Regions from separate parts of the Mus musculus genome. Here regions 2, 3, 4, 5, 6 and 7 are each linked to region 1. Evidence: chromatin contacts called from public HiCAR-type and promoter capture Hi-C data. All regions are on one chromosome and are shown on one strand. Each heading gives the region's core, a stretch centred on a gene start, on an enhancer-like site or on the middle of the called end of the contact. The rest is flanking DNA. Distances are from core to core; before and after follow the strand shown. Region 1 holds the start of 4930429B21Rik (RIKEN cDNA 4930429B21 gene). Region 2 holds the start of Mynn (myoneurin). Region 3 holds the start of Sec62 (SEC62 homolog (S. cerevisiae)). Region 4 holds the start of Ttc14 (tetratricopeptide repeat domain 14). Region 5 holds the start of Phc3 (polyhomeotic 3). Region 6 holds the start of Prkci (protein kinase C, iota). Region 7 holds the start of Cldn11 (claudin 11).

Region 1 (4,103 bases), core at 459-2,958:
AGTGTATGTATGTGTATGAGCTAGCGGGTAAGGCCCCTACTTTCAGCTTTTAGATTTTATTCCAACATGCAAATACACATAAAACTATAAAATATAAACGGAAGACTCCAAGACCTGTCTCTTTCTGCACTCAGGGAGTTTAAGGTAGTAGTATATGTAATAAAGTCCCATGTGAGGAATGGAGATTGTTATCATGCAGTGGCCCGAGAGGCCATGGAAGTTGCTTGTAGGAGAGGCTGCAGGGGGCAAGGATGGACAGGGAGAAAGGCATTTAACACCAAGGACAGGCTGTGTAAGATCACAGAGGTAACGCTAGACTATGGGCCTGTGATGGATAGTACAGACTGTCAATAGGAGTGTTTCTGGATTAGAAACCGAGGAGGGAAGACTCACCCTGAGTGTGGGCGGCTTCGTGGATGGAAAGCAATCGAGCAGCTCCTCCCGGTTTCCTGACTATGGACATTTGTGACCAGCTGCCCCACTTTTGCTCTCATGGCTTCCCTGCTGTGATGGACTGTACCCTCAAACTGCGAGCCAAAATTAATTTTCTTCCGTTGCCTTTGCCAGCCATTTTATAAGACGGGACATGTGGGTGAAAACGAGGATGAGGGTTGTCAGATGGGAAAGGCCAGCCAGGGCCCAGCATGGTCCCAGCTAACAAGAGTGAATGGCAAAGTTCTGACAAAGGGCTGAGAAATGCGTTTCTACCCCGCTGCTTTTAAAACAATGAAGCCATTTGGTATTTTCACATATACAGCACGTGCACTGAACTCATCTGTGCGGTGGATTACTCTTCCCGATGGCGGGTGCACACTGGTCTAGTCTGCTGAACAGTCCTCGAATTCGCGAAGCCCGCCCGTACCTGGTTGTTGGCGCATGCTCCAGTCATAGCCTTGCATTCCCGTGTAAATAGGCAGTCTATTAGGCTGAGTTGAGGCTCACCATATTTAGATCTTGGCATTTTAGTTTATGGTTTACACAATAACCACACACAATGTGAAAGTACTTGATGCTGCGAAACCATACTCTGCCGGTAATATGGAAAATTCGTGTCATGTTATCCAAGGAGAAACCCCTAGCCACTATACAAGTATTCACATGCAGAAGGTACAAGCCGGCAGAACAAGCTAGGGCTGCAATCCATCCCAGCGCCTCTCTTGAAGGTATCCCGGGGACTTCTGCAGTCCTTCGGGTCCTGCCGGTGAGCGGGCTCCTTTCCAATGTCTTTGGGCGGAGGCGCAAGGAGTGCAGTTTCCAGGTCTCAGAGGAGAACCTCCGCCCTCCTACCAGGCTCTGCCAAGCTTCTGCCCTCATCGCTTTCAGGGTAGGCTGGGGCAGCTCCGAGGAGCCATCAGGGCCAGGGTAGGGTACCCTTTCGAGTCGCTGTTCCGCACCTGCTCGGCGTCCCGGGTCTGCGGGAGCAGCCGCTTGTCCGTGCACATGCGCAGTAGCGCTGCCGGGAGCCCTGCCTCCTCCTCCTCCTCCTCCTCCTCCTCCGCCGCCGCCGCCGCCGCCGCCTCCCGGTTCCGCAGTCACTTCCTGCAGCTGTTTCCCGGTGGCTCCGCTCCGACCGACTTTTGACAATCAGCCTCCAGCAGCGGAGCGGCCGGTCGGCGGCGGCGAGCGCAGAAAGTGGTCTTGGAGCGGGCAGCGGCGCGCGGGGTGGCGGGGCGGCTGCGGCCTGCCGGTTCCGGTGAGTGCGGTCCTCGAGTCCGCTCGGTTGCGTCCGTGTGCGCGTGTCAGCCTCGCCCGCGGCGTCCAGCGGGCCACCGATCCCGATCCCGCAGCCATTCGCACAGCCGCCTCGGCGACTCGGTGCTCCCGGCCGGCATCCTCGCAGGACCCGAATGCGTGTGAGCTTGCCCAGCCCGGGAATGGCACACGCGGGGGCGATGCTGCAGGGGCGCAGTTTTGAGTCCTAGATGCTGAGCCTGGGTCGCCAAGGCCTCCTCCCCTTCTAAGCTTTCTTCTGTGATGTAAAACAGCCTGCCAGGGCTGTTTTTCTGCCTGCCACGTTTTGGTGACCTCTGAGTAAGGTTTTCTCTTGTCTTCTCTTCTCCGGAATACCCAGGGGTAGCCTTCCTTACTTTACCCGGACGCCAGGAACCTGTTCCTGGATTCTCTTCTTTGCCCTGGGTCTGTTTCTGCTCAGGGGAGGCTGTTGTTTGCAGTACAGCCGGTGAGGAGTAGGCCCCAGCCCAACCGTGGAAACGTGTGCTGTGGTCATTCATTTCCCTCAGACCGGTACATGGTGGAGCTGTGATTTTCTTTAGTGTCTCTGAGCTCCCTTCCAAATTAGGACATCAAGCGCTGTGCATCCTTCGTGTCTGCCATCGCACACGTCCAATCGGATGGATTTTGAGATCTGAGAAGTATTTTTATAACAGCTTCTAAATTAGTCTCTTAAATTAATGCAGCAGTTTGAACGGATCCGAGCATGTTTTTGAGTCTGTATTTCAGCTTGTGTATTCACTGAAGCTTAGCTTTGGTTTTATTTATTTTTAGAGTTATTTATTTATTTATTTTTACCCAAATGTAATACCTGTTGTGATTGTCACCTATAGACTTTTGGGGGAGGGCTTTTTTTTTTAACCTTATGTTGATTATTAAATCTAACAGTATTTTTGAGGTCTCTATTCTTTCTTTGAACATTATGAACATAAAATGTAATAATAGGTAAACCTGCACTGTAAACACCCCCACCCCACCCGGCCGGCCAGTGTTTTGCTTTGAAATAAGGCCTTTTTGTGCCTCTGCTGGGAGGAGGGCCTTGTTTCTGCAGGACTGCTGCATGATTCTGGGGCCACGCATGCTGGGGTTTCATCAGGTGGGAGTAAGCATGTGAGAAACAAGCCCAGGCATGTCTTGGGAGCATGCTGATTCGGTTCTCTATGTATATTGCTGATTTTCTATATCCAGATGTTTTGATATCCTGCCCTGTCCTTTCTCTATGATCTAACAGAGAATCTGGATGACAAGTTAGGGTCAGAATGACATGGTCCGTTCTATCTAAGTAGTTAATCTATTTAAAAAGATGATTTCATTACCCTGCCTCCAATATCCCTAATCATCTTTGCTCTTTGAATGTCTTAGTTGGGAGACATAATATTGTTTCAGAGAAACTTACTGTTTAAATGTATCAGATCTGTATCACTTTCCTTTGTGTTTCCAGAGATACGGGTAGTTGATTATTATCCTTTTCTAGCCATTATGATTAATGAAAAGTGTTGCTAAATATTAAGACTAACCACTCTTAACTGAATGACTTCCCAGTCAGTGGCTCCTCTCCACTGTGTGTCTACAAATGTTTTTTTCCCTCTTAAAGCGTCCTTGAGTCATTTTAGTAAGACTGTTAGTGTCCTAGCCTACACATCTTCATCACAGACAGGGAAGCTCAGTAGCCGAAGACACCGAATTCTGTTGACCAAAAAAAAAAAAGAGCTTAAACGATACTCCTAATAGGATGGACGTTAGACTTCGTTGTTGTTGTTGTTGTTTTTGTTTTTTTTTTTTTTTTTTCGAGGCATATTCTCTCTACATAGCCCTGGCTGTCCTAGAACTCACTGTGTAGACCAGGCTAGCCTTGAAGCCAGAGTTCAGCCTGCCTCTGTCTCCCAAGTGCTGGGATTAAAGGTGTGTGCCACTACCATCTGACTGGAAGTATAGACTTTGAAATAGGATTTTAATTTGGATAATTAGAATCTGAGAAACTTGAATGGTATTTACTGTGGGGTGTTTTTTAAGTAGTGAGAACTAAAAGATGCTGTTTGGGGAGCAGAAGGAATCAGGGATAAAGATATAGAGGGAGTGGAACATAGTGGATCTATTCTGAGGAAAACAGAATAGAGAGAGTCTTGGCTTCTTTTTTGTTAGTATGATAAAATATCCTGGCAAAAGCAACTTAAGGGAGAAAGGGTTTGTCTTAGAGTTCAAGGTACCCCTGTCATGGTGGGGCAGCCTAGGCAACATGAGCCTGAAGCAACTGGTCATATCAGGTCCACAATCAGAAGAGAACAGTGCTGGTGTTCAGTTCTGTCTCCTTTTGATGCAGTCCAGAACCCACACAGGGGTGCTAGCCACATTTAGGGTGGGTCTTTCCACCT
Region 2 (4,103 bases), core at 1,047-3,546, 1.8 Mb after region 1:
AATCAGAAAGTCCTGCACGTTGCCATTTAAATATGAGCACTAGAAGGCCATGAGGCCATGAGGCCTGAGGTGGTTCTTCAACAACTCTACTCCAAATACCCTAGAAGCAGCAACGGACAGAGACTGTGTGAGAGAGGGCCTGAGGGACATGAAGACCAAAGGAAAACCTACTTTAAATTCAGAATTTGCAAAATTGAAATAGAGCCTTTTTTTTTTTTTTTTGGTGAATAAGTCTGTCAGATGGAATTCTTGACTTTAATGTGTATTGTTTGTTTGTTTTTGTTTTTTCAAGACAGGGTTTCTTTGTGTAGCCCTGGCTGTCCTGGAACTTCCTCTGTTGCCCAGGCTGGCCTTGAATTTATTAGGTCCTGCCTGCCTCTGCCGCCCACCACCAGCTTTAATGTGTTTTTTGTGCTTACCAAACATCTTTTCATCCTCAACAGTTCTACTGAAGCTATAGTGTGTGTGTGTGTGTGTGTGTTGTGTAACAACACTGAGAATGAGCATGGAGAGCAAACTGGAAAAACAGGAATCTAGCTCTAAAGACTAGATTTTATAACTGAATAAAAACATGTACTTTACCTGTCGAGATTTAAAGTTCCTGTATATATAAACTCCAACAGTTTCTGAAATCCGTCAGCCTTCACCTGACTCTGATCAAGAAAAACATTGTTCTCAGAAGTGCTTCTGTAGATCGCCCCAAAATACTCACTAAAGGAGGCAAGCACATTCCTATGCGCCTTAAACTGGAATTCTCCAATCACTACGGTACAGTCGCAAAGAAATCCCGCTTCCCGTTGCTTATTCAGTCTCTCTAAAAGGTGCTCACAGTGGTGTGAATACTGCATTTTGCTAGCAGAATGGGATTTCACCCTTGATCTAAAAAAGACAAGAAGAGACGGTGAACTGATAGCCGTAAGCTTTCATCAAACATTCACCCATGCAGCGGTAAGGGAGTGTGGGACAAAAGACTAAACCCAAAGAACACAGCTCTTCCTTTGCCTCCCAACCCCCAAAAGCCTCATCGAACACTCGTGGTGATTAAATGCTTTTCTTTGTTTTACTGCACTAGAACACTAATGCAATAAAAGGCAGTGAAAAAAACAAAAACAAAAACAACAACAACAAAAAAAAACATGTCACAGTTGTAAACAGGGCCGTAAAATCCTAAGCTTCTAGAGTTGACCCCTCAAACTTTTAAGCTCCAACAGGCATCTTTACCTGAAGGTGCTTAAACAAATAGACTAAGAAAAGCCTCCTTGAAACAGGATAAGAACACGATACGAGTTGTTCCCATTGCTCTCTGATCACTGAACCCTGTAAGCAGAGATGGTGAGGTTCCAAGCTCCAGGCAAGTGCAAGGGGGCGGGAACGCCCCGACCCGCTGTGTCAAAGGTTCCATCACTCTCCGGAGGAGGACACACCCCTTGCCTGCCCGCTGCTTGCTTGGCAGCGGCGGAGGGCGACAGTCCTAGCCAGTCCCCGGCCACCGCTGCCTTGCACTCCCAGCTTGCACTCCCGCGAGTTCCCACGGCACCGGCCATGACTACATATACCGCGGACGCTGCCTCTGCCTAGACACCCTCCTCCGCCCCGAATCGCGCTCGATCTCCGAGGCGCCGGACCACATAAGACCCCGGGATCCCAGAACGCAGGGACGACAGGCCAGACAGAGGGCGGCACTCACCCGTAGCCGCCCAAGGGAAACAGTTTCTTCACTCTCTCACCGCCATCTTGGGAGGACGTCACTGCGACGCTCCGCCTCTCCCTTCCTCCTCTGCGATAGCGTCACGTCCGGGTGTGTGGTCCATTGGGGACACCGGAGATAGGACGCTAAAAGTCTACTAGGGCCGGCGAGCTGGGTCTCAGAGCCCTGACTTCCCGGCATGCCCAGGTCTCCGGATCACACCTCCTTGCTCACTCGCATCCGGTGCGAGCTGCTCACCTTGTCAGCCCGCAGCTGTCGGCCCAGATTCTGGATGGAGACCGGGCTTGAGTGCAGAGCCGGCCTCTCCGGGAACCGCGCTGCGCGCTGCATGCTGGGAGTTGTAGTTCTTTTCCTCGCCTGTCATCCTGTCTTCATTAGCGCCCCTCCAGTGGAGATGACTGTGTTGTGCACCCTGGTTCTTGACCGGGGCGAGTGGGAGGGATATGCTTAAGTCGAGACCAATCACTCCTTCCTCTTTTGCATATCCGAAAGCTCTTGGGACCCCCAGAATTCTGTTTGAACCGGCTCACCAAAGCTCATCTACCAGAATGCCCTTACCTGGCAACAGAGATGAGATGTTCGAAAGCAAAGCAAAGCAGCAGGGCACACTGGGCATGCGCAACGTGGGAGGAAGGTGGGCTTTCTACCGGAAAAGGTTTTCCTACGTCTGAACCAGAATAATTTTAGCACAGTTATTTACCTCGAAATCAGAGTTAGTGCAGTAAAGGGAGAAGAGCAAAGTTAAGTTTTGATGTGTTCTTCCCTAGAACCTGCGGACGTCATAAATCTTAAAAAGCACAACTGAAACGTTTGTTGGTATAAGTTACGTTTATGCTTTTTAAGGAATTTACCTGTGACTTTATTTAAAAGACAGTCTCAAAAACTCTGAGAGTTTTTTCCATACCGGAATCTTTTTGCTTATATCTCTGTGAAGAATTTGTGAATAAAACCACGAGTCGTTTTTATAAGAAAAATGTTGAGGCTACTTTTTTATATGTCTGAGTATAAATTTCTTTTTAATTTCATCTTTTTGTCAAACCCTTTCGATAATGTGTTAATTCTGAAATATTTAGTGAAGTTGACATATAAATTAAGAACAAAATTTAGCCTGACAGGAGGGGGGGGAAATGGAATCTCGAGGGGAGAAAACTGAATACAGACATGCTTCAGAGGCTAGAGATTGGGAGAATGCCTTCTAGAATCAGTAGCTACCTACTTCATCAGCCCTTTTTGTTGCTGCTCTCGTCTGTGTGTTGGGGCGTTTGTTATCAACATTAAAACAGCTGATTCAAGGTCGTTTCTTTAATGGGCGGGTTACCGTTTTAAAAGATATGTTTCCGCCCGGTTTCGAACCGGGGACCTTTCGCGTGTTAGGCGAACGTGATAACCACTACACTACGGAAACTTGGTTGCACTGGTGTGTTGAAATGTTCTTCTTATGTGATGTCGTCATATACGTTTCACACCTGTTTAAGGTTTATGCATTTTTCAATGAGGAGAGAGAAAAAATATTAACAAAGCACAGTTAACTTAACAGGCTGAGACTATTTAAAAGTTTGAACTTGTTTGCAATTTCTTTTTCTCCCTTCCTTCCTTTCATTCATTCTGTCTTTTTCTTGTTTTGCTAAGCCCGGCGGGTACACCACTAGAGACCAGCAGGCACACTTAGTTCCTGGCCGAATTTCATTTTTTTTCTCATTTTAGACAGGTTATGCTTTCCTCCAGCTGGGAAGCAGCGGCGCGCTGTAGCCAGGGCCTGTGATTTGGCGCAGTACAGTGCTTTGGCGGGTTTTGGTGGAAGCACGTGTAAATTACCCTTTTCCCCATCCTGCTTCGAAACCAAAGCTTCTATTTGTGTGCTGTTTTAAAGCCCCTAAAGGATGCGCGAAACCAGACACCAAGACGTTCATTTTTTGCTGCGCAGTGTACTTTCTTTTTCTGAACTGAACTTCATAATGATCTAAGGCATTTATATTCTTACCAAATGGCAGACATGTTCTTATTCCTAAAACATCAACCTCAGGAAATGAAAATTAGCTTCGGAGGACCTAGAGATATAATCCAGAAGATGAAGAAAAGGATGAAATAAGGGGGGAAGGAGGGGGGGGAAGAGGGAGGGAGGGAGGGAGGGAGGGAGGGAGAGAGAGAGAGAGAGAGAGAGAGAGAGAGAGAGAGAGAGAAATGAACGGAGAAAAGAAAAGGGGAAGGAGGGGAGCCGAGCATCCCAGAACTCAGAGCCTGAAGAGGGGAATTCCGCTGAGTTCGAGGGCAGCCTGTGCTAAAATGCACCATCTTACAAAACCCAAAAGGTTTTGCCTTTTTGTGTATATCTTTAGAAAGGACAGGAAAGATGTAACGTTGTTTACTTTACTATACAGAACATAAACTCGTTTCA
Region 3 (4,103 bases), core at 1,094-3,593, 1.6 Mb after region 1:
ATTTCATAATACCAAGCTGACTTTTAATAACCAGCATCTCAAATAGAGTAAATAGCTATACTTCATAGAACTTACAGCCTAATGGTTAATTAACTGGATAGATACTTGTAATTTGTAAGCTTATTAAGGAGTACTTAACAAAAACCAATATAACTAACCTAATTTCATTATTCTGGTGAAGGAGGGCATTTTTAATAACTTTTAGTAAGTTATTAACTTAAACTTTTTATACCAACTCTACAACCCTAAAACCTTTTCTTTTTCAAAGGTAAATGATCCTTCTTACAAATGCAGAAGTTGAGAAAAACAAAACAAAACAAAACAAAACAAAACACCAAGCAAGCAAAAAACCTTGTTACCTAATTGGTGGAGCTAGAGAACAAACAGGCATAAGATAACTAACTTGTAGCTATGGTACTAAAGAGCACCATAAAGCATCTCTACCTGCTTTTCTGTCTAACATACACTCATAACTGAAATATGAGCAGCGATTTAAAAAGTACATTACATTACCTTTATGGCAATATTGAAAAGCAGATAAAACTGTAAAATAATGTGTAGTAAAGAGCAAAAAAGTACAAATTTGTCCTGCCAAGGGTAAACATAAGGAGAGCAGGAAGCACAAATTTAACAACTTCAATACAAATTCTAATAAAGTAAGTATCCATATTAAGCCATAATACTAAATTTCAAAAGCCTGGGAATAGCATAATTAGAAATTTCTATTGTCTTGACACTCTGGTTTTAAAAACCTATGTGAACTTGGAATCTGTCTCTAGTTCCCTTCTGTAACCTGTTCAAAATTATCTTGTCACACCTGCCAACTTCCACACTCACTGAACACTGGTATCTTTCCCACAGTATTTAAAATTGTTTTCAACTGTAACTTACATAGTTCAAAAGGCCTGTAGGCCAATAACTTGATAAGTCTTTAAAAAAATGGATATAAAAGGAAAACAGAAAAAGACATCCTACGTGGGGAACAGAAAGACAAGAATGAGTGTAACAACTTGTGACTGACATATTAACAACTTACTAGAGACCATCAACTTAGGCCTTTGGTTTCTGAGTGAGCTCTTGAGGCGCTCACATCCATGTTTAAGGTGCATCGAACAAAGGACACCCAACAGGGCGAAAACTGCGGGGAAGAGATGCTCAGGTGACATTCATAAGGGATGAGGGAGGCACAGTATGTAGGGCGTGAGGCTGACAAGCTGGCATGTGGAAGGTTTCTGGGTGCCACCAGCCCATTGCAGCACTGACCGGGCAGGGTTTGTTTACATCGTGTCGCCTGGAAGAAAGCCGGCAAGGTTCAAGCCCGGCTATTCGGTTAAAAGAGCCATTGGGAGGGGAATGGAGGGCACACGCCGCTTAACATCTGGAAGGAGCCCTGGGGCCGGGCGGCCCGGGGCCAGCTGACCGACCGACCGTCTGCAAGCACAAAGAACCGGCGGCGGTGCCGCAGGTCAGCCCTCCTTCCACCCCAGCTACCGTGGCCTTAATATCGGGACGCCAGGGAGACACGGAGGAGGGAGGGAGGCCGGCCGGCGCCTGGCGTCCGCGCTCCCCGCGCAGGCCCGAGCCCTCCGCCGCAGGAACGCGGGGCCGGACGCGGGATTCGAGCGCCGCGCCTCCCTCCCTCCTTCCTTCCCCGGACGCACCACAGAGCCCTCGGCCGAGCGGCCGCTAACACCGTCCCGCCTCGAGACCATCCCGGCGCCGCGACCCCGCGGAGACGGCCTCCGGGCGTCCGGCCGCTCGGGACGTCTCCCCCTGTCCCTCCTCGTCCCAGCGCGCCCGAGCCCGTCCCCGGTCCCACGGCCCCGCCGAGCTACCTGGATCCGCTTCTTGTGTCGCCTGCGTTCCGCCATGTTGGCCGCTCCGCCCGGTTCCTTCTGACGTGGAGCGAGTCGGGGAGGGGGCGGCTGAGATCTCGCGAGAGCGCGGCGGCTCGCGGCCCGTTATGTAACCCGCCGCGGGCTCTGGGCTGGGGGCGGCCTCCGTGGTCTTCCCGCCGTCCGTGCGGTGGCGGACGACGCGGGCTGCTTCTGCTTCTGGTCCCGGAGGCCGGCGCCACGTGAGTCAGAGCGCTGGAGGCTGGCAAGTCGCGTCGGCTCTCAGCCCTGACTGAACGCCCGAGTCACCTGGCTGGCGTGTAAACACAGATCCCCGGGCCCCGCCCCTCAGAGTCGCTGACGCCGCCGGGACCACCGGGGCGCACAGCGTCACCTGTGGCGCTTCCTGCCCCAGCGAGCCCCGTGGCACCCCACTTCAGTCCCGCCAAGTTCCCCTTAAAAGGTGGAAAACAACTTCAGAGTCTGACTCCATTAAACACAGCTCGTCCCCAAAGCCTTGGAATGTCCGCTCCTCACGTGACACCTCACAACCCATCCTTAGACTCCAGAAGGCTGGATGAGCCCAGGGAAGTTAAGGTGGAAAGGAGCAAGACTAGTTGGGATGCAGTAGACTGCAGGCCACTTCTATATGACTATTCTGACGACCTGCTATATGACTATTATTCCAGAACTTTCTAGACCAAAGACATGGGTAGTTAAGTGCTTAGGTACAAGTTCTGATGACATTGTGGCTGTAAGAAAGTTGAAAAAATGCAGAAAAGATAAAACCAATAAAGTTTAATTCTATCCCTTGAGTCAGTTAATCATTTTAAATTTCTTTTGTCCTTTATATCCACTTTGCGTGTACATGGGATGTGTGTGTATGTTGAATTTATAAGTCTTCTCTGTTCCCCCCCAAACATCATGGAACCTGGTAGCCTGTTTGTTGTTGTGGTTTTTTTTTTCAGTTTTGCATTGTAAACTTAATTTCAAAATCCTTAAAGTTTTCTATTTCATATATCTGACATAATAATATGTAGTTGAAGCAAAGCTCAGTACTTTGATGCCTGATCATTTATATACTAAGATAGCTGAAGGTTGGTGGTTTTTGTTTTTAACTATGCAATTCTACTCTCAAGAGATCTGTAATTTGGCTCTGCTGTCAGGAAGCAGGGGAGAACTAATAATTCTTACGTATTAACACAAAACTTGGAACATACAATATCTTGTTTTCTCTAGCCTTTCCTACCCAGATGATTGTCAGGACAAGCTAATAGCTAGCAGATGATCTCCCTGAGATTGTGTGCCTCAGATTAACATAATCCGTGACAGATTTGCTCCCATAGGCAAAGCCCAGGAGAAAATAATTTTAGGAAAGATTCCTACTATTAATATGCTTCTCCTGTTATTATTAAACATATATAACAATCACTAGGTATTAGCCTACCTCTTTGAGCAGATCTCTGCAGTTGCAGATCTACAGAGATGTACTGTCTTGTAGGGATGCTATATAGACAAATGGATGACTTAATTCTTAATGATGATCCTGTAAGGATTCCTAAAATTGTACCAGTATGTATTAAGCTGTCAAAACTGCAATGAGAACTCTGCCAGTCTCTGTCACCAGTTAATTGCCTCTACTACTCAGAGCACATTCCAAAAGGTTGTAAAACCATTAACCAAAAGTCATAAAAAGGGAACTACGATTATATTATAGGTGCTAGGACAGAAGATACAATGTTGACTGGGTTTATCTATACAAAACTTCACTAGTAACTTGGTTATGTTTTTTAACTCTCTGTGACCCTGTAGAGTTGTGACAGGGGATGAATGTTTAGCCAGGTAATTACTCCTAATGGATATACATGTAAACATTCTCTGCTGTAAACTTCTATTTCAATTTATGATTTGAATTTATGAGTAAACTTGTGACGAACTTTTTACCATGTGATCATGTGTTCTAAAAGATGTATAAGTGCTGCCGACAGAGAAAGAAACAGAACTAGGCTGAGGAGGACTTTTTAGTCAGATCTGAACAGAACCTTTTAGAAAACTAAACTGAGGACAATTTTTTTAGTCATGACATAAAAACTTTTTAGAGAGAACTGAGCTCAAGAACTTAGAAGTAAAGGCAGAGCATTGGGAGAAAAGGCTTTGAGAGTAAGAGCATTGCTGTGACATCAGAGCAGGAGGAGAGAGAAAATTAGAAGGAGAATGCAGAGTGGAATAACTTAGAAACTATAAGGTAACACAAAAAAACTAAGAGAC
Region 4 (4,103 bases), core at 960-3,459, 1.4 Mb before region 1:
GACAGGGTCTTTCAGGCCATCCAGCATACTTTCATTCTTTTTGATGGCTTTAAACAACTGTTAACAGACATGTCAGTGACTTAAATTTAAGAATTTTTTTTTGTTACATTTTGTGTCCAACCACAATAAAACTTGTTTTTTAGCTTTAAGAACCAAGATACAGTGGTGGCACACTCCTTTAATCCCAGCACTCGGGAGGCAGAGGCAGGCGGATTTCTGAGTTCCAGGACAGCCAGGGCTACACAGAGAAACCCTGTCTCAAAAAACCAAAACCAAACAAACAAACAAAACCCCAAAAAACCAAAACCAAACCAACAACAACAACAACAAAAAAAACCCAAAAACCAAGACACAAAAGCTATTAGCATTTTAAATGAGGTGTGCACCCTCCTGTTGTATATGTCTTCTCTTCACATGGTGAGACAGAGAGCCGACATGAACAGTGTTGGGGTGAAGCACTCCAAACGGAGGCAAGCACGTTATTACAGCGAGAGAGAGAGAGAGAATGTTATATGTTTAATATGATAGGAAGGACTTGCTAGATTACTTACATACGAACATCTAATGTGCAATTATTAAGCATATGTTTAACCACAAGATATCTGTTCAGAATACCAATGAACATCATCACAACCACTAATCTCTATGATGTCAAAAAGGAGACTGACCTGCAAACAGAGTTCTCCAAACCTTGAAACACCCACAATGGAGGAAACGTAACACTCTAGTACTTGTTTTTTTTTGATAGGGATTCACTATAGAGATCAGGCTGGCCTTGAACCCACCTCTGTTCAGCCCACCTCTGCCTCCTGAGAACTAGGGTTAAAGGCATGTACTGTCAATGTCCAGCTCTCTAAGGCTTTTGGTAAGAACAACTACTGTTTTTTTTTTTTTTTTTCAGCTTATCTTTAACCCTCCCCCCCCAATATCCTACCAGGTAAATGTAAACAGACTTGGATAAGCACATAATTTTTGCATGGGATGAGTGTAGAGTGACTTACTGTGATTTCTAAGTGCGAAATATCTCTCACGATGCCACTTCCTAAACAGATCAACACCATGAAAAAACCAAACTCCCGAATAGAGCTAATTCTTCCAATCACTATATCACCACGTTCAATATCTCGGAAGAAGAGCTCTCTCCGGTCCATGCTTGGCATCTCCATGAACTGCTCTAAGGGTGGCATGACCGCATAAAGATCTGGAATAAAATAAAACCAAATCACCACGATCATTCTGACTTCCTTCTCCTTTGATAAAATGCTTTAAACTAACCAGTAAATCTTGAAAAGCTTCTCAGACTAAACTTACTGTCATTGTCGTCATGCACTTCAGAGGGTGGAGATGCGTCTGATTTCCAAGACAGTGCAAAAAGCAGATCCGCTTTTTTAGAGATGAATTTTTGTATTTCAATGTTGTCAACTCTCTTCTCTTTCCTTAAAAGAAAGGTGACTATATACATGTACATATATATATATATATATATATATATATATATATATATTTTTTTTTTTTTTTTTCACTGATCCACGCTCTCATACATCCAAACTCGTGTACGGCAGTTTTCATCACCCAACCCTGCTTAGTGTCTCCAGGGGAAGTTTTATTTATTTTAGCTTTTCAGTATGCATTTATTTAGTGCTGTGATGTGGCGTCCATGTGCCACCGTGTGCAACTGGGGGATCATAGGACAAGGCTGGGATTGGTTCTCGCCTACCCTTGCGAAGCCTGGGAATCGGTCAGGTCAGGCCGCTCGATGGAAAGTGACTTTACCCACTGAGTTCCGGAAGAAGTTTTAAGCCCGTTCTCTCTGGAAACGGGAGCAGGGAAGCTTTGGCGGCGGCTCGGAAGGCGCATCCCGGCCATTCAGCCCGGAGCCAGTGCCTGGTCACACACCCCGGGGCTCGGTCCCTCCTGTCCGCCCCGCGCCCCGGCCCGGGTCACGGCCCCGATACCTGCCGGCTCCCGGAGGAGGCGCCGCGCCGCGGGCTGGCTCGGCCGCCGTGCCCAGCAGGCTCCGGAAGTGCGGGTTGTCCTGCTGTTCACTCCGCAGCAGCGACAGCAGGGCCGGGCCGTGGCAGCCCAGCGACTGCCGCAGCAAGTCGCGGTCCATGGCGAGCCCGCCAGGCTCCGGCGTCCGAGCCCGCGCTCCCGCAAGCCGAGGGAAGCTGCCCGGACGCGCTAACCTCCCGGAAGCGCTCGCGGCGGCGAGCTGCCTCAGTCTCGCGAGACCTGGCGGGACTACGGGAACCCGCAGGAAGCGCGAAGCGGGTCTGGCGCCGAGGGCGGAGTAAGGCTGGAGGTGTGACGTGTGGGGACGCCTGAGCTTAGCACGTACGTCGGGCTGTGTGGTTCCTAGGTCGCCAAGGCCAGAGCTCCGGTCTCTTTTTCACCGGGTGCTGCCGAGTTCAGCGGTGCAAGGGTGGCTGGGCGGCCGCGGAGGAAGTTTCCTCAGTCCTGTCTGCCCGGGGCGGCGCCCGCGTCCCCTCAGGATTGCCTCAAGGTGGCGGTCGCAGGAAAGCTGCCTGCTAGACCGACGTGGGGCAGACAGACAAGGACCTACAGTTGACTTGGCGGCGGCTGGAGGCGTGTCCACCTTGTTTCTCGCTGCCTTTTAGAGGGATGTGGCTGTCACCAGCCCGGAGAGCTTTAAAGCGCAGCGCGCATGCTCTGTTCTGGCGTGGCTTTGTAGGAGTTTTAGGATAAGCTGCCTACTACTAGGGTGATATCTGTGGGCTGCCTGGTACACACTGGTACCGAGTGCTTTAGGTGGCTTACTTAAAACTGGCCAGCGTTTGCTGGCTACACTTCAGTGCTAGCTCTACACCGAGTGTAACCCATAACCCCACACAACTTTGTTCTACACCTGGGCACCACACCCATACCATCAGGGCTTTTGTTTGTTTGTTTGTTTTTTGTTTGTTTTTTTGTTTGTTTTGTTTGTTTGTTTGTTTTCCAGTTACAGGGGTTTCGAATTCATTTTCTTTCGTGACAAATACGTGATTTTTGAAAGGGACAGGACACTGGATAGTTGACCAGACCAGAGGGGGTACAATGGAAAGTGAGGGAGTTGGTTAGTGCTTGGGTTTTCAGCATGCTAGCCAAGGATTCTCTCTACCACTGAGCTACAACCCCACCTACATTTTTTTTAACTTAAAAACTCTCCAAGAAACTTTAAAGAAATATGAATAGTTTAATGAACTGTTGGGAGGGGGTGGTACAGGGTACGAAAATGGTGAAGGAAATGAAGAAAGCAGAATATTCCAAACAGATTTTCACTGCTTGGTTTCTAACCCTACTTTTACTGTGATTTCAAATTTCATCTTAAAAGTAAACACATAAGCCGGGCGTGGTGGTGCACGCCTTTAATCCCAGCACTTGGGAGGCAGAGGCAGGTGGATTTCTGAGTTCCAGGCCAGCCTGGTCTACAGAGTGAGTTCCAGGATAGCCAGGGCTACACGGAGAAACCCTGTCTCGAAAAACCAACCAACCAACCAAACAAACAAACAAAAACCAAAAAACAAACAAAAAATAGTAAACACATATGTATATCCTGTAACAAACACTAGACTCTAAAGATGAAAATACGCCCTGGCTCGGAGTGACTCTGTTTGTTTGTGGAAGACAGATAAGAATAAAGGCATAAAGCTATAACACTGAAGGTTAATGTGGCTACCTAAGGTGTGGCCTCAGATCTTTTTTTTTTCTAAATTAGGTATTTTCCTCATTTACATTTCCAATGCTATCCCAAAAGTCCCTCATACCCTCCCCCCCCACTCCCCTCCCCCCCACTCCCCCTTTTTGGCTCTGGCGTTCCCTTGTACTGGGGCATATAAAGTTTGCAAGTCCAATGGGCCTCTCTTTCCAGTGATGGCCAACTAGGCCATCTTTTGATACATATGCAGCTAGAGTCAAGAGCTCCGGGGTACTGGTTAGTTCATATTGTTGTTCCACCTATAGGGTTGCAGATCCCTTTAGCTCCTTGGCTACTTTCTCTAGCTCCTCCATTGGGGGCCCTGTGATCCATCCAATAGCTGACTGAGATCATCCCTTCTGTGTTTGCTAGGCCCCAGCATAGTCTCACAAGAGACAGCTATATCAGG
Region 5 (4,103 bases), core at 972-3,471, 1.4 Mb after region 1:
TCAGATAGGCTGTTGGTTGAAAGTGCAGCCCAGTTGTGGTAGAAGACACCAGCATTTTGGAGATGCCAGTACCATGAGATGATTAGCAAGAACAACAGCAACCACGGAGTCAGCTGGATACCGGAAGACAGGTTGTGTTGCTGCTGAAGGTGGAGTCAGAGACTTGATCCAAGCTCTTAGGAGGAGCACAGGAGATTGTGAGTGAGTCTGAGACATCAAATACTGTGCTATTTATACAGTTGGAGTTTGGTTTGGGTTTGATTTGATTGTGCTCTGGGTCTTCCTTCTTGAAGTAAGGAGGTTTTAAACGTATTTCTGATTTTATAGGCACCCACAGTTGAGAGACATTAGGTTTTTAAAAGACTTTGGATTTTAAAAGAGACTGGATATTTTACAGAGCCTGGATTTGTAAGTGTTTGAATTTTTAAAGCCTATGGGACTTTCTAAGTTTGTAAAATGTTTTATATTGTGATGTCTTTATGTGTGATCTCAGGGATGGGAAAGAAAGGAAAATTTGTGGCTTAACAGTGATGTGTCTCTGTGTCAAACTGCTAAGGGGTCAGTTGTACTGTCTAATTTTATGCCAACTTGACACAAGGCTAAAGTCATTGGCGAGGAGGGAGCCCCAACTGAGAAACTATCTTAATAATATCAGTGTGTAGGCAAGCCTGTAGGGCATTTTCTTAGTGATCAATGTGGGCAGGCCCCACCTATTGTGGCTGGTGATCCTGGTTCTATAAGAAAGTAGACTGAACAAGCCAGTAAGCAGCAGCCCTCCATGACCTCTGCATCAGCTCCTGCCCTGCTTCAGTTTCTGTTCTGACTTCCTTTGGTGATGAACGGTGATATAGAAGTGTAAGCCAAATAAACTCGTTCTCCCATGACCTGCTTTGGGGATGGTGTTTCATCACAGCAATGGAACCCTGAGACACTGAGATTAGTGCACTTCATCTCAGGAAATAGGAGACACTGTTTACGATCACTATGCTTCTTTCTCAGTCAAGAGCAACAGAGATTTGCTTATTTCTTGGATCTATGAAGCAAAGTCACACTGTGTATGTATGTCTACAAAATCCACTTTTCAGACTATTTTGGATACATATTTTTAATGTTTTATAGTTGTAGTTAATTTTTCTTCTTTCTTTCTTTCTTTCTTTCTTTTTTTTAAACACAGTCTTACATATCCCAGGCTAGCCTTAAAATTTCTGTTAGACCCGAGGTGGGGAAAAACATTTCCACAACTGTCTGATTAAGCAAGCTATACTTAGACTGGCTAAAGGCTGCCTCATCCAAGTTCAGGTTTCAGAAAGCAGCCCCTCACTGGCTTTTGAGGTCTCTGTTGTGGGGCAAGGATTAGGGTTGATAGATTACAGCTGTTGAGAGCGTTGGCTGTTAGCACCAGGACAGAAGAATGGGGGGACTCAGGGCTCAAGGCCGGCTGTGAGGTATACAAGGGTAAGACACTATATGGAAGGGGAGTCATCAGAGATGTTCAGGAGTTTAGCAAGGCAAAGGAGTATACATCATGGGGTTACAAATTCAGCAGAGGTTAAAAAGCATGGTTTTCAGGATATCTTAGGTTCAGGAAACAGAAGCTTACCCTTGCAAGGTATGGGGACACCATCCCCAAAGCAGGACATGAGGGAAAGGGTTTATTTGGCTTACACTTCTATAGCACCGTTCATCACCAAAGGAAATCAGAACAGGAACTCAAGTAGGGCAGGAACCTGGAAACAGGAGCTGATGCAGAGGCTGATGCAGAGGCTGTGGAGGGCTGCTGCTTGTTCAGTCTGCTTTCTTATAGAACCAGGATCATGGGGTTTCTGTTTTACATTATATAGTCTAGGATGACTTTGAATTTTTATTCAAAACAACACTTTCTAAGGGCCTAGCCATGTCTGGTTTATGTGGGGCTGGGTATTGAACCTAAGACTTGATGCACGTTTCTGAAAGTATTCTAGCAACTTCTACATTTCCAGCGCTAAGCAGAACTTTTTCTATATTCGTCGCAGACCCCGGGCTAAGACAAAGATTCTGAGCCATAGAAATAGAGGGTGTCTGGGAAGGACCACTTAGGGAAACACAGGCCACCTCACAGAGAGAGTTGAGGTGGGAGGGAGCCTGGCAGTCGCTGGCCTCACGTGACCTCTGCGCCCCCCGCCCCCCAGATCCCGCCCCTCGGCTCTTGGCTCTTGCAGGGGGAAAAGGAGGCGCATGCGCACTTCGTGTTAGTGATGGAGGAGAGAAGATGGCGGAAGCGGAGTGAGTGACTTGCTGGTGACTGATGTCGTAACCGGGGGGCGAGTGAGGGCTGCGACACGTTCCCCCGAGGCAGCTCTTGGGGCTCCGAGGCTGGCGGTGCAGGGCGGAGGCGAGGCGGGAGCCACGGCGTGGTGGAGAAGCCCGACTGTGGGAGGAGGATGGCAGGTCCAGCCAGCCTCCCCTCGGGAGTGCGTGCTGCGCCGTGCGGTCCCGGGGCTGTGTGGTCCTAAGCGCACAGCTACCCGGGGGACCCTAGTCTCCGGGCTCTCCCGGGACGCGAGCCCTGCGGCGCTCGGCCGGGGCTGTCATTCCAGCCGCGGTCCCCGCCGAGGTGTGTCCGGCTGGGCAGGCGCCGCCGGGCCTCCGCGCTGGCTCCTGCGGGCCCGTAGCCGTCTGTCTGTCCGTCCGTCCGTCCGTCCGTGCGGCGGGGGCGCGGGGAGGCGCAGGGAGGCGTCCGGACAGCGGCTGCGGCCCACGGCCGAGGCTCCCCACCTCCCCGGCCTTTCCTTGCAGTCCCCCTCCGGGCTCGGGCTGCGGCGGCGAGCCTCCCTCCCTGGAGGGCCGCATTCTTGGGTAGCGCTGTGATGCTATGCTCAGTTGGCGACTTGAAACTTCAGGTTCCCGGGTAGGCCTCTGGAGTGCCAGAGCTGAACGCGGCAAGTATTTCCGTGCCAAGCCCGTGCGCTCCCCGAAAGTGTTCTTTTGTACCAGGCCTCGAAATGTAAAGCGATGGTTTGCCCAGTTGCACACATCCAATGTTTAGAATTACTGTCTAGGTTCCCTGACCATTTTTGGTTCGTCAGAACTCACTGTCTTCTTCGCCCGCCTTTGGGCTTTGAGAGCACAGCTGAGCAGAATAAGACTTTGAAAGGCCAGGGTTTACGGTGGTGGCTTGGATGCCATTGGTCCCGGTGCCAAAGTGTTTTGACACGCAGTAGTTTCAAGATTTTACCTTACTGCTGATTGAGTGTAGTATTGAGCAGGTGCCATATGATACTGTGGTTTGCTGATTGGAAGGAAATGAACAGCAGAACGTCTAAAAATGTGATTCAGCTCCCACTAAAAGAAGTTAGCAGCCCCATCTGTTTTTCCTTTCACCTTACTTTCTCCCTTGTATATTGGAGCTGTTAATACAGCCTATGGTGGCTGGAGACTCCTGAGTCTCATTGAGGCCAGCCTGAGCTACGTAGTGACACCCTATTTTGTTTTGATTTTTAAGAAAGAGAAGTAAATGTTCTTGTTACAGGCTTGTCGACGGTGGGAATGCCAGCCGGTTCAACTTTTATTTCTCAGGAGAAAAAGACAGACAAGGAAGGAGGAATCCAGTGGATTCTCATGGGGCCTTCTGAGCCTGGGGTGACAGCTACTGTGGTTTTAGTTTGTAACAGCATGGAAGCCCTTAGAGGCTTGGCTTTATTAAAGTATAGATTTCTCAGTGGGTAAAAATTTGTACTACAACATAAATGACATAAGATCATAATACTGGAGGGAAAAGATTAGAAAGTTTGGTACAAACGTGTACTTTACTGGTTGTGCATTGGAAGCTGAATAAATTATATTCCACACCCCCAAATTTTAGAGCAATTTTCTGTGGGGGGGGGATTTTTGTAAAGATGTAAGAAGTTGCTTATATTTGCTACTTTATTTCTTTATTTCTTATTTATTACTTAAGTGGGCTAATCCGGTATCAAGCTAAACTTCTGACACTAGAGTTAGTAAGGACAATGGTGTCGTCTAAGAAAAGCTACTGAGAATTGAAAAAAATGAACTTAAAATTTCTTACGTATAGGTAGCTGCGTATATGTGTGTACATTATTGCCATGTATGTGCCCAGTCCCTTG
Region 6 (4,103 bases), core at 1,140-3,639, 1.4 Mb after region 1:
AGAGCACTGACTGCTCTTCAGAGGTCTTGAGTTCAATTCCCAGCAATCACATGGGTGGCTCACAACCATCTGTAATGGGATCCAATGCCCTCTTCTGGTGTGTCTGAAGACAGCTATAGTGTACTCATAAAAATAAAATAAATTTAAATAAAGAAACATAAATGCAACTTTTTTGAGATTGATGTGTCTGTGTGCACGCACACACATGCACACACACACACATGTGATATGTATGGGGGGTGGGGTGGGGGTGCCACAGTGGCCAGGAGAGGGTATTGGGGTCCTGGAACTAGAATTGCAGTATTGTGGGTCACCTAACACAGGTTCTTCAAACACAATCTGGATACACTGGAAGAGCATCGAGTGTTCTTCATGGCTGAGCCCTCTCTCCAGCTCCATAAGTACAACCTTTAAAACAGTAAATGCAAGCTGCAGAAGAAGTTACCCACAACAGAGCCTTTGGAGACTGGAGGGTGAAAAGCCACAGTGCTACTGACACATGTACACAATATGCACTCTCTTACCAAGCACACGCATTTACACTGAACTCTCGTCTGTAAACCTGTCAACTAGACAGCTTCTTTAGAATCCACGGCATTTCCTCCTCTACACCTAATACGCCACAGGCTGCTAACTTTATAAGTGGAACCTACTCAAAAGCAACGTTTCTCAATCCGTAGATCTAGATCCCTTTGGGAGGGGTCTAAGAGCATCCGAAAACACAGATATTCATGTTACATTCATAACAGTAGAAAAATTACAGTTACAGGTAGTAGCAAAATAAATTGGGGTCACCACAACATGAGGAAGAGTATTAAACAGTTGCAGCATTGAGAACCACTGCTCTAAAACAAATGTCTCTCAAATTATCAGAAAGTTGTGTGTTTGTCCTCGGAAGGATGGGCTGTGGCTCTTCCAATCTTGCAAAGTTTGTTCATGGCTGACCATGAACCAAAATGCCTAAAGCAATTATTATGACAACTACCAACTTTTTAAAAATTTCAAAAAAAAAAAAAATTAGTGCGTTTGCGGAGACTATTTTAACCTCATTTTCTCTGTTTTAAGTGAAAAGAACATTGTCTACTGCAAATTCTACGAATTAGTCCCAAATCAGTCAATGTCAGAGGCTGGAAGATAACACACAAATCTAAGGCCTTACATGTACACATTAAGACATGTGCAGCTTCAGTTCTCTTGAAAGGAAAACAAGAAAGAACCGGGAAGGTCTGCTATCTTCACTGATCCCCTCAGGAATGTGAAAGCACGCACAGCTCTTTTAACCTTGTAGCACTTGAAGCTTTTAAAAGCAATTTATTTCTGCCTAGACAAGCAGAGAGGTCTTCTGTTAATCCCTGCTCTCCAGTCTTTATGCTCACGCTGGCCTTTCACCTCAGCAGAGATCCTAAATTATCTCAAACCACACACTGAAGTCAAAGGAGAGGAAGAACTTTATGATAAGTCACGATAGAAAATGATTTGGGCTATGCTCAGAACTGGATTACTTTTGGCAGAGACATTAGTTTAAACGTTTGGTAATCAAGTGGGGTAAAGATCGTTTCTAGAATTTAAAGCCTTGGCTTCTCACCTTTCGATAGCTCACCCTAACTTCCAAAATGTGGGTCAGCACATTTGCACCTTAATTCTGACCACCCAGGATCCAGTGCACATCCTATTAAAAAGTATCGACTTTGGTACTAACTCTAACACCTATAGCGGCTCTCTGACCATAGTCCAGACTTATTTCATGAACTCTCCCACGGCGAAGGATAGATGTAAACCTGATTTATAAGACGGAGGCTTCAGGCCTGTCTGCAATGAAAGGAGCCACCTAACGAAGCAGTCCAGGCTTGCGTGCCCACAGTAGTGAGTGAACAGAGGCTTCCCTCGAAATCTTCAATCCACCCAGTCCCGAAACAGTTGCAAATTTCTCCGTCAGCTGATTTGTCCTCCCCTCCGGTTGCGCCCACTCTCCTCCGCCGACTCCTGGCGACCTACACTCATACGTCCAGGGTGCCACCAACCGCACCTCTCGCCGCCCCCACGATCGCTCGGGTCCCTGACCGCCAACACTCACCCGCGGTAGTAGGCTTTCACCCGGACCTGGTGGGAATGGTCCCCGCCGCCGCCGCACGCGACCGTGTGGGACATGGTGCTGCTGTCCCTCTGGGTCGGCATCTCCTCACTCCCCCGCCTCGCCGCAGGAGGCCGAGGGGGCCGGGGCAGCGCCGGGCGCCGCGAGGGTCTCGGCCTCCCGAGCCTGTCGGGAAGCCGTGGCCGCCCGCCTCGCCGACCAACACGCCTAGCCCGCGGCGCGGAGCGAGCAAGGGGTCGCTTCGCCGCCAAGCCCGAGCCCCAGCGCTCCTCCCTCCGCCCGGCACAACACGCCTCCCGCCGCGGCTCCTCCCACCACGCTCGCTCCCAAGGCCGCATTCCGCGGCAGGGCGGGCTCAGGAGTCGCGGAGCCCCGGCGCTCTCATCCTCACGGGGGGGAGAAGAGGCTAGCAGAGGGAACAGAACCCACCAGCCTACTAACAGACGCTCTGAAATGGGAATATACTTGGATATTAATATAAGTAATTGTAAACCACGCCTTTAAATGGAAGGATTTCTACAAAACAACCTACAGAGCACCCACGCTCAAGGTTGCTTCCCCTATTTCTTCTATTTAGTCTCGTCCCAGCTAGCCCGCCACGCTTCCGGAATGTATTTGCTGCGCGGGATTCTGGGATTTGGAGTCCCGGTGGGATTCTGGGACTTGTTCCTTAAGTGTAGAGTGCCGCGTTTTCGATCTTGTGCTTCCCGGGAGTTGTAGGCATGGAAGTCCTGAAAACCGCTTGAGTATCTGAGGGCACTGGAAAGATGGCTTCGTCAAGATGTAGAATCTCCTTCCAATTAAATTCTCCATGTCAATTTCATTGATCATTGAAATTAAACAGTTCCCTTTTGGGGGAACAAGATTTGATTACCTGCTCAGCAAATCCTTTTCGGGGAGAATTTAATAATGTAGGTAGCAAAAGCATTAGTGAATGCAACGAAAGAAGAAACTCAATTGGGAGATACCACAGGAGAGAGACTTCTTCAAGGCCCTCAACCCGTGAATATTGCCATTCTATAGAAGAAAGTGCCCAGTGAATACTTAACTAGTGTGTCAGTTCATTAGCATTTATTTTACTTACACTAGTCTGGTCGAGAATTAGAAAAAAAAATCTGTCCGTGTAACTTACTTTCGGACTTCCTCAGATCTTGCCTGTATCACTTACTCTACCCTTAAGGTAGCTTGAATCTAGCCACCAGGTCAGCTCAGATAGCAACATGTGCAAATTGTTGAAATAAGCAAAGATATGGCTTTCTTTTTGTTATTGTTTGTTTGTTTTTGGTTGGTAAGAGGTTTTCTCTCTGTAGCTGTCCTTGAACTCATTCTGTCAGGCTAGACTCAAACTCAGAGATTCGCCTGCTAGTGCCTCCTGGGTCCTATTAAGGGCATGTGTCACCACTACCCAGCAGCTTTCTTTATAATCATACATTAGATTTGGTTGCTTGCTTTATCAGAGCTACTATGTGTGACACTTAGCTTGGTACTAGCTTCATCCAACGTCCACAAATTTGGAGTATATGAAAATTTCCACTAAATAACTTTTTTTTTTTTAACAATTAGAGGCTGCATCATCACGTTAAATATGGATTGATTGCTGATGGTCATTTTTTTTAATTATTATTTTATGTATGAGCACCACACACCGCCTGGTTCCTGCAGAGGTCAGAAAGGGGTGCCAGATACACTGGAACTGGAGTTTCAGATAGTTGTGCTGGGAATCAAACCCAGGTTCCCAGGAGGAACAGCCAGTGCCTTTAACTACTGAACCATCTCTCCAGGCAGAGATCACCAATTTTTAATTGCATTATTGAAACTTTTTAATGCTTTGTGACAAGTTTACAATTATATAAAGCTCTAGAAAAATAACTAGCATATAAGAAGTAGATATTTATGAAGAAATAAAAGGTAATTCACAGAAAATTCTTTTTTTAAAAAAAATTCTTATTCCTTACCACTTTTGAAAAATCTGTCATTATTGGCTTCATAATATGGTTTTAAAGGTTACCCA
Region 7 (4,103 bases), core at 968-3,467, 1.2 Mb after region 1:
GGGGAAGGAAACAAAAATGATTTTATGCATCAGTTAGAAATCTCTACAGCCATGCCCAGCTGTTAGTAGAAAAACGACATTTGTCCTTCCTAGACCACCTCCTACTTCAAAGCGGGACTTAATTCCTTGACTCACTGGCTCCCATAAGCAATCCTGAAAGATAACTGGTTAGCTTGGCTTAAATTCTTTAAAGAAAATTTACTAGGGTTTCTTGAGGTTAGCAATTTGTCTCAGATAACCCAGACTGTTGAGAGCTGGAGTCTAACCCAGGTCTACCAAAGCCAGTGTTAACTAAAGCTGAGTCCACACCAGGGTTCCCTAATGTTTGTTCTTCTGAATGTCCAAGTGGAAGGTGTGACATGCAGCGTGTGGTATACTATGTGGTAGAGGCAAGGTGTGGACCAGGAGAGAATGCAAAGAGAATTTAAAATATAACGTGGGAGGGGAGATATTGCTCAGACTGTAGAGAGCTCACCTAACATAAACAAAGCCCTGGCTTCGTTTCCTACTTCTGCATCCTGGGATAAAGCTGAGTCAGCAGTGAGTGAGCTGTGAGGAGGGAGGTGAGTTCCAAATGTCCTGTCTGTAAAAGAGAGGGCACCTAAGGCTCTAAAAGGGGGTACAGAGTCTCTGAAAACCCCAATGCGCTCTCGGGAGAAGGCACAAATTTAGCTCCTCTCGAGACCTTAGGGCCTGGCTATGCCCTTAAATATATACATGACCCAGACAAGGCCAGAGGGAGTTAGGCCACCTCACCTAGGTGACAGTGAAGCCAAAGGGGGTGACAGATTTCTAGCAGAAATCCACAAGTGGTGCTCACAACCACCCAAGTCATCCAACTGGCTACAGGTTTCAAAACTGTTTCCAAAAACTTTCCCATGACACCCAAAGATGCTCCCTCCCAAACTCCCTCACCCTGGGTTTCCAAGGCTGCCCGACATTCCCGACCCCACCACCACCACCACCACGACCACCCCACCCCACCCCACTCTGTGACCCTAGGCATTGAGTGTGTCTCCCTGGTGGAGTTTCCTCCCCGCAGGGTACTTGTTCTTCCCAATAGCTAGCAGCCTGCTGAGCAGAACTGGAGAAGGGTGTCACCCTGGCAGAGAGAGGGTGGGAAGCACAGTCACTGCAGGAATCCCAGGGGCAAACGGTAGGTAAAGATGGTGACAAGTCAGATAAGCAGGCCCTGAACTGAGAGAACCAACTGAGACTCACTAATCCGGGCAGTCCAGAGACTCCTCGAATGTGAACGGAACCTCATCCGGGTGACTCCGGAGTGCCATGCAGTCTAAGAAGCTCAGCTCAGCCTACACCTATTTGAAATTGCCCTTTGTTCTCTTCTCCTCGGGCCTATAGACAGCTCTAATCGGAAGCCCACTGGAGATGGCACAGTGGGGGTGGGGGGAGGACTGGAGTGTCTCTTTGGTCGATTAGCTTGGGTACCTGGGATGATGAAATCATGGGGAATTAACAATAGTGTATATGATTTCCCACCATGTGTATATGATTTGATTCATGAAATTCTCAAAGCCATTGATTGACCAGTGTTACCTTTATCATCTCATGTTCAGATAAAGAAACTGAGGCTGACAGGTGGCTCTTTAGGACTAATTCTCCTACAGGGTTGGATTGGAGATGTCAAAAATGTATCATCCAGAGGTCTCTGAGTCTCCAAACTTCTGAGAGCCCTGTCTAAAATCCCCAATTCTAGCCCAACCTGCCTCTGGAAGCTGCTTGCAAACTTGGAGTCCTTACCTGGAAGGATGAGGATGTCCACCAGGGGTTTGCAGTGGTAGAGACCAGTGGCCATGACGCAGTCAGCCCACAGGCCCTTGGAGCCCAGTTCGTCCATTTTTCGGCAGGTGGGGATGGTGTAGCTGCAGGTCACCACCCAGTCATTGGTGGACGTTGTGACGATGATGCCAATCCAACCCACGAAGCTCGTGACGAAACCCACCACCTGAAGGCAAGTGGCTACCATGGTGGCCGCAGCGACGTCCACGCAGCTCGACTCACACGGATTGTGCCCCCTGTGTCGTCCTGGACAGAGCCTTCCCTAGGCTTGCCCTCTTGGCCCTCGCGAGCCGCTGGCTCCGGGCTACTCGAGATGGGGAGAGAGCGGCTGCAAGCACTGCTGCGACAGCGTGCAGCGGGGACAGGTGCGCCTGGAGGGGACTGCAGCGCTGCTGGGCAGCGCGTCCCCGCCCCCTCTTTAAACTCCGGGGCCCGGGCTGGCAAGCGCCAATCCGCGACAGCCCCCGAGACGAGCCGGCCAATCGCAAGCCAGGCTTCGGTGCGGGTGTAGAAGGGAGCAGGGGCTGAGGAGGGGCAGCAGGCTGCCCCACGGCTGGTGACACACGGTCAGCGCTGGGAATTAAATTAATCCCATCCCGATAGGGACCCGCAGAGTGAAGGGGGCGCGTCCAGCTCCTGTTGGGTTTGTTAAGCGTAGTCTCACTCCTAGAGAAGTAGTCTCTCTCTCTCTCTCTCTATGTCTCCCTCCTAAACTTCTACCAACTCTCCGACCGCTCCCTCTTCTCTGCTGTGGACACTTCCAAGGGCACCTAGTACATTTTCCTATGCCCCTAAGGAACAGAGGGGACACATTCAGCACTCCGATGTTGCCATAAGAAAAGACCGGGGAGAGGGCTTAGATAGCTTAGTAAGTGAGGGCCCTTACTGCGCTGGCACACGAGAGAGCCTCAATCCCAATGCCCAGCACCCAGTACAAAGCCTGCCATGGTGCTTACTAAGTCCGTAACCCGGTGCTGTTAGACTGATACGGAAGGACCTCTGAGTTTGCTAGCTGCCATTCTAGAGCCAGGTTCAGTGCCATTCTGTGGCTCGAGGAAATAAGGTAGATGGGGATAGAGCAGGACACGGGACATCCTCCTAGTGCACACGTGTGTACACAGACACACACCCCACACACACCGCCACACATAAACACACACATACACACTTCGCAAGAAACAAATAACACAATAAAGATGGTGCCAGCAGAATTAACTCTGGTCACAATAATGGTGACGATTACTCACTGTTATTAATACTTGATAAGTGCATGTGTTCTTATACCACAGCTTACTGAATTGTCCACACTTTGCAGTGGGGACAACTGTCAATTCTACACAGAAGAAACAGCCCCCCAAAGGACAAGCTCCTGAAGTTCACACAGCTAGGAAGGAGACTCCGTGGGCCCCGCTCATTCCTGTCCCTGACCTTTCCTGAGAATCCATCCTGGTTATCACTTTCTGAATGTTCCTAAAGGGCTTGGTGTTCCATTTGTGATACATTAAAAGCCAGGCATTCTGCCCAGATCACTGTAAATAAGTTAGCTTCTGTTCTCCACCGAGAAAACCGATAGCCCAGATTGAGTGGGAAGCAGAAGCTATCAGCAAAGGCTACCAGGCAGCCCCCTTCTCTACACGCATTCAGATAAGGCTCATTCTGTGCCCTTGGGCGGAGGGAGGCACTGGGGATGAACCCACGGACTTGAGCAAGCCAGACAATGCTCTACCATTGAGCTACAGCTTCGGACTTGTGCAATTTTAAGTCAAGAAAAGGATTGCTTATCTTACTGTATGGCTTGATCTAGTCACCTGGGCCTCTTCCCCCTCTCCTCTTATTCTATTTAAAATGGTGGCAGATTTCAGCAAATGGACATTTTGCTCATCATCCTGTTGAGCTTGCTGCAGTTATCCCCATGATGGATGGGGTCATACATGCCACCAACTCTTCAAGCCAAGACTGCCCTTGATCAAGGAGACTAGTGGGATATCTATGTGGCTGGTGGGTTGGTCTTGGAGTGGGCTGTCTCTCAGTCTATGTGACTGGTGGGTTGGCCTTGCACTGGGCTGGCTCAGCCTATGTGACTGGTGGGTTGGTCTTGGAGTGAGAATGGCAAACACTTTATTACTGTTACTGTGGCCTATGGGGGATAACTCCTGCAATGTGTTTGACGCAGGCCTGGTGCTGTTGATTGACAAGTTAGTCGCTATTTGAGCTACCCAGACCAGCCTGCATAGTCCAAGGCCTGGCTCCACTACTACTGCCTACGGGATCAAAACATTTCACATTGCTTTTTAAAAGAATAA

Evidence for each region. Promoter capture Hi-C pulls out the DNA fragments that hold promoters and counts their contacts. HiCAR-type assays count read pairs that join an accessible place to other places.
Region 2: a promoter capture Hi-C map of pre-B cells shows a contact between it and region 1, with 7 times the contacts expected there. The contact joins the promoter of Mynn here to the promoter of 4930429B21Rik in region 1. A contact is called at or near these places in 5 of 39 promoter capture datasets (the C10 cell line, hippocampal neurons, liver and 1 more) and 3 of 115 datasets of contacts at active chromatin or transcription factors (astrocytes, embryonic stem cells and thymic regulatory T cells).
Region 3: a contact with region 1 is called in a HiCAR-type map of astrocytes, with 4 times the contacts expected there. The contact joins the promoter of Sec62 here to the promoter of 4930429B21Rik in region 1. A contact is called at or near these places in 1 of 39 promoter capture datasets (pre-B cells) and 3 of 115 datasets of contacts at active chromatin or transcription factors (astrocytes, embryonic stem cells and large pre-B cells).
Region 4: a promoter capture Hi-C map of pre-B cells shows a contact between it and region 1, with 10 times the contacts expected there. The contact joins the promoter of Ttc14 here to the promoter of 4930429B21Rik in region 1. A contact is called at or near these places in 3 of 39 promoter capture datasets (embryonic stem cells, liver and pre-B cells), 1 of 484 Hi-C or Micro-C datasets (pre-B cells), 2 of 115 datasets of contacts at active chromatin or transcription factors (astrocytes and large pre-B cells) and 1 of 9 other capture datasets (adipose tissue).
Region 5: a contact with region 1 is called in a promoter capture Hi-C map of embryonic stem cells, with 4 times the contacts expected there. The contact joins the promoter of Phc3 here to the promoter of 4930429B21Rik in region 1. A contact is called at or near these places in 3 of 39 promoter capture datasets (embryonic stem cells, hippocampal neurons and pre-B cells), 1 of 484 Hi-C or Micro-C datasets (B cells), 4 of 115 datasets of contacts at active chromatin or transcription factors (astrocytes, embryonic stem cells, large pre-B cells and 1 more) and 2 of 9 other capture datasets (adipose tissue and liver).
Region 6: a contact with region 1 is called in a HiCAR-type map of astrocytes, with 4 times the contacts expected there. The contact joins the promoter of Prkci here to the promoter of 4930429B21Rik in region 1. A contact is called at or near these places in 4 of 39 promoter capture datasets (cranial neural crest, hippocampal neurons, liver and 1 more), 2 of 115 datasets of contacts at active chromatin or transcription factors (astrocytes and embryonic stem cells) and 1 of 9 other capture datasets (embryonic stem cells).
Region 7: a promoter capture Hi-C map of embryonic stem cells shows a contact between it and region 1, with 5 times the contacts expected there. The contact joins the promoter of Cldn11 here to the promoter of 4930429B21Rik in region 1. A contact is called at or near these places in 5 of 39 promoter capture datasets (the C10 cell line, embryonic stem cells, hippocampal neurons and 2 more), 1 of 484 Hi-C or Micro-C datasets (B cells) and 4 of 115 datasets of contacts at active chromatin or transcription factors (astrocytes, embryonic stem cells and epiblast stem cells).

What each region holds. Positions count from the first base shown.
Region 1 is chr3:32,363,094-32,367,196 of GRCm38.p6, reverse strand. It overlaps 4930429B21Rik (RIKEN cDNA 4930429B21 gene), which reads right to left and starts at 1,708. Exons shown (of 1, transcript NR_027966.1): 1 at 1-1,708. Zmat3 (zinc finger matrin type 3) reads left to right here and starts at 1,532. Exons shown (of 6, transcript NM_009517.2): 1 at 1,532-1,693.
Region 2 is chr3:30,600,280-30,604,382 of GRCm38.p6, reverse strand. Mynn (myoneurin) reads right to left here and starts at 2,296. Exons shown (of 8, transcript NM_030557.3): 1 at 1,688-2,296; 2 at 583-879. The coding sequence starts at 848. It overlaps n-TVaac8 (a tRNA gene), which reads right to left and starts at 3,113; the gene lies at 3,041-3,113.
Region 3 is chr3:30,791,116-30,795,218 of GRCm38.p6, reverse strand. Sec62 (SEC62 homolog (S. cerevisiae)) reads right to left here and starts at 2,343. Exons shown (of 8, transcript NM_027016.2): 1 at 1,836-2,343. The coding sequence starts at 1,871.
Region 4 is chr3:33,798,289-33,802,391 of GRCm38.p6, reverse strand. It overlaps Ttc14 (tetratricopeptide repeat domain 14), which reads right to left and starts at 2,209. Exons shown (of 12, transcript NM_027619.4): 1 at 1,956-2,209; 2 at 1,312-1,436; 3 at 1,002-1,201. The coding sequence starts at 2,113.
Region 5 is chr3:30,967,533-30,971,635 of GRCm38.p6, reverse strand. It overlaps Phc3 (polyhomeotic 3), which reads left to right and starts at 2,221. Exons shown (of 15, transcript NM_001165954.1): 1 at 2,221-2,262. The coding sequence starts at 2,249.
Region 6 is chr3:30,994,057-30,998,159 of GRCm38.p6, reverse strand. Prkci (protein kinase C, iota) reads right to left here and starts at 2,389. Exons shown (of 18, transcript NM_008857.3): 1 at 2,075-2,389. The coding sequence starts at 2,175.
Region 7 is chr3:31,148,034-31,152,136 of GRCm38.p6, reverse strand. It overlaps Cldn11 (claudin 11), which reads right to left and starts at 2,217. Exons shown (of 3, transcript NM_008770.3): 1 at 1,762-2,217. The coding sequence starts at 1,987.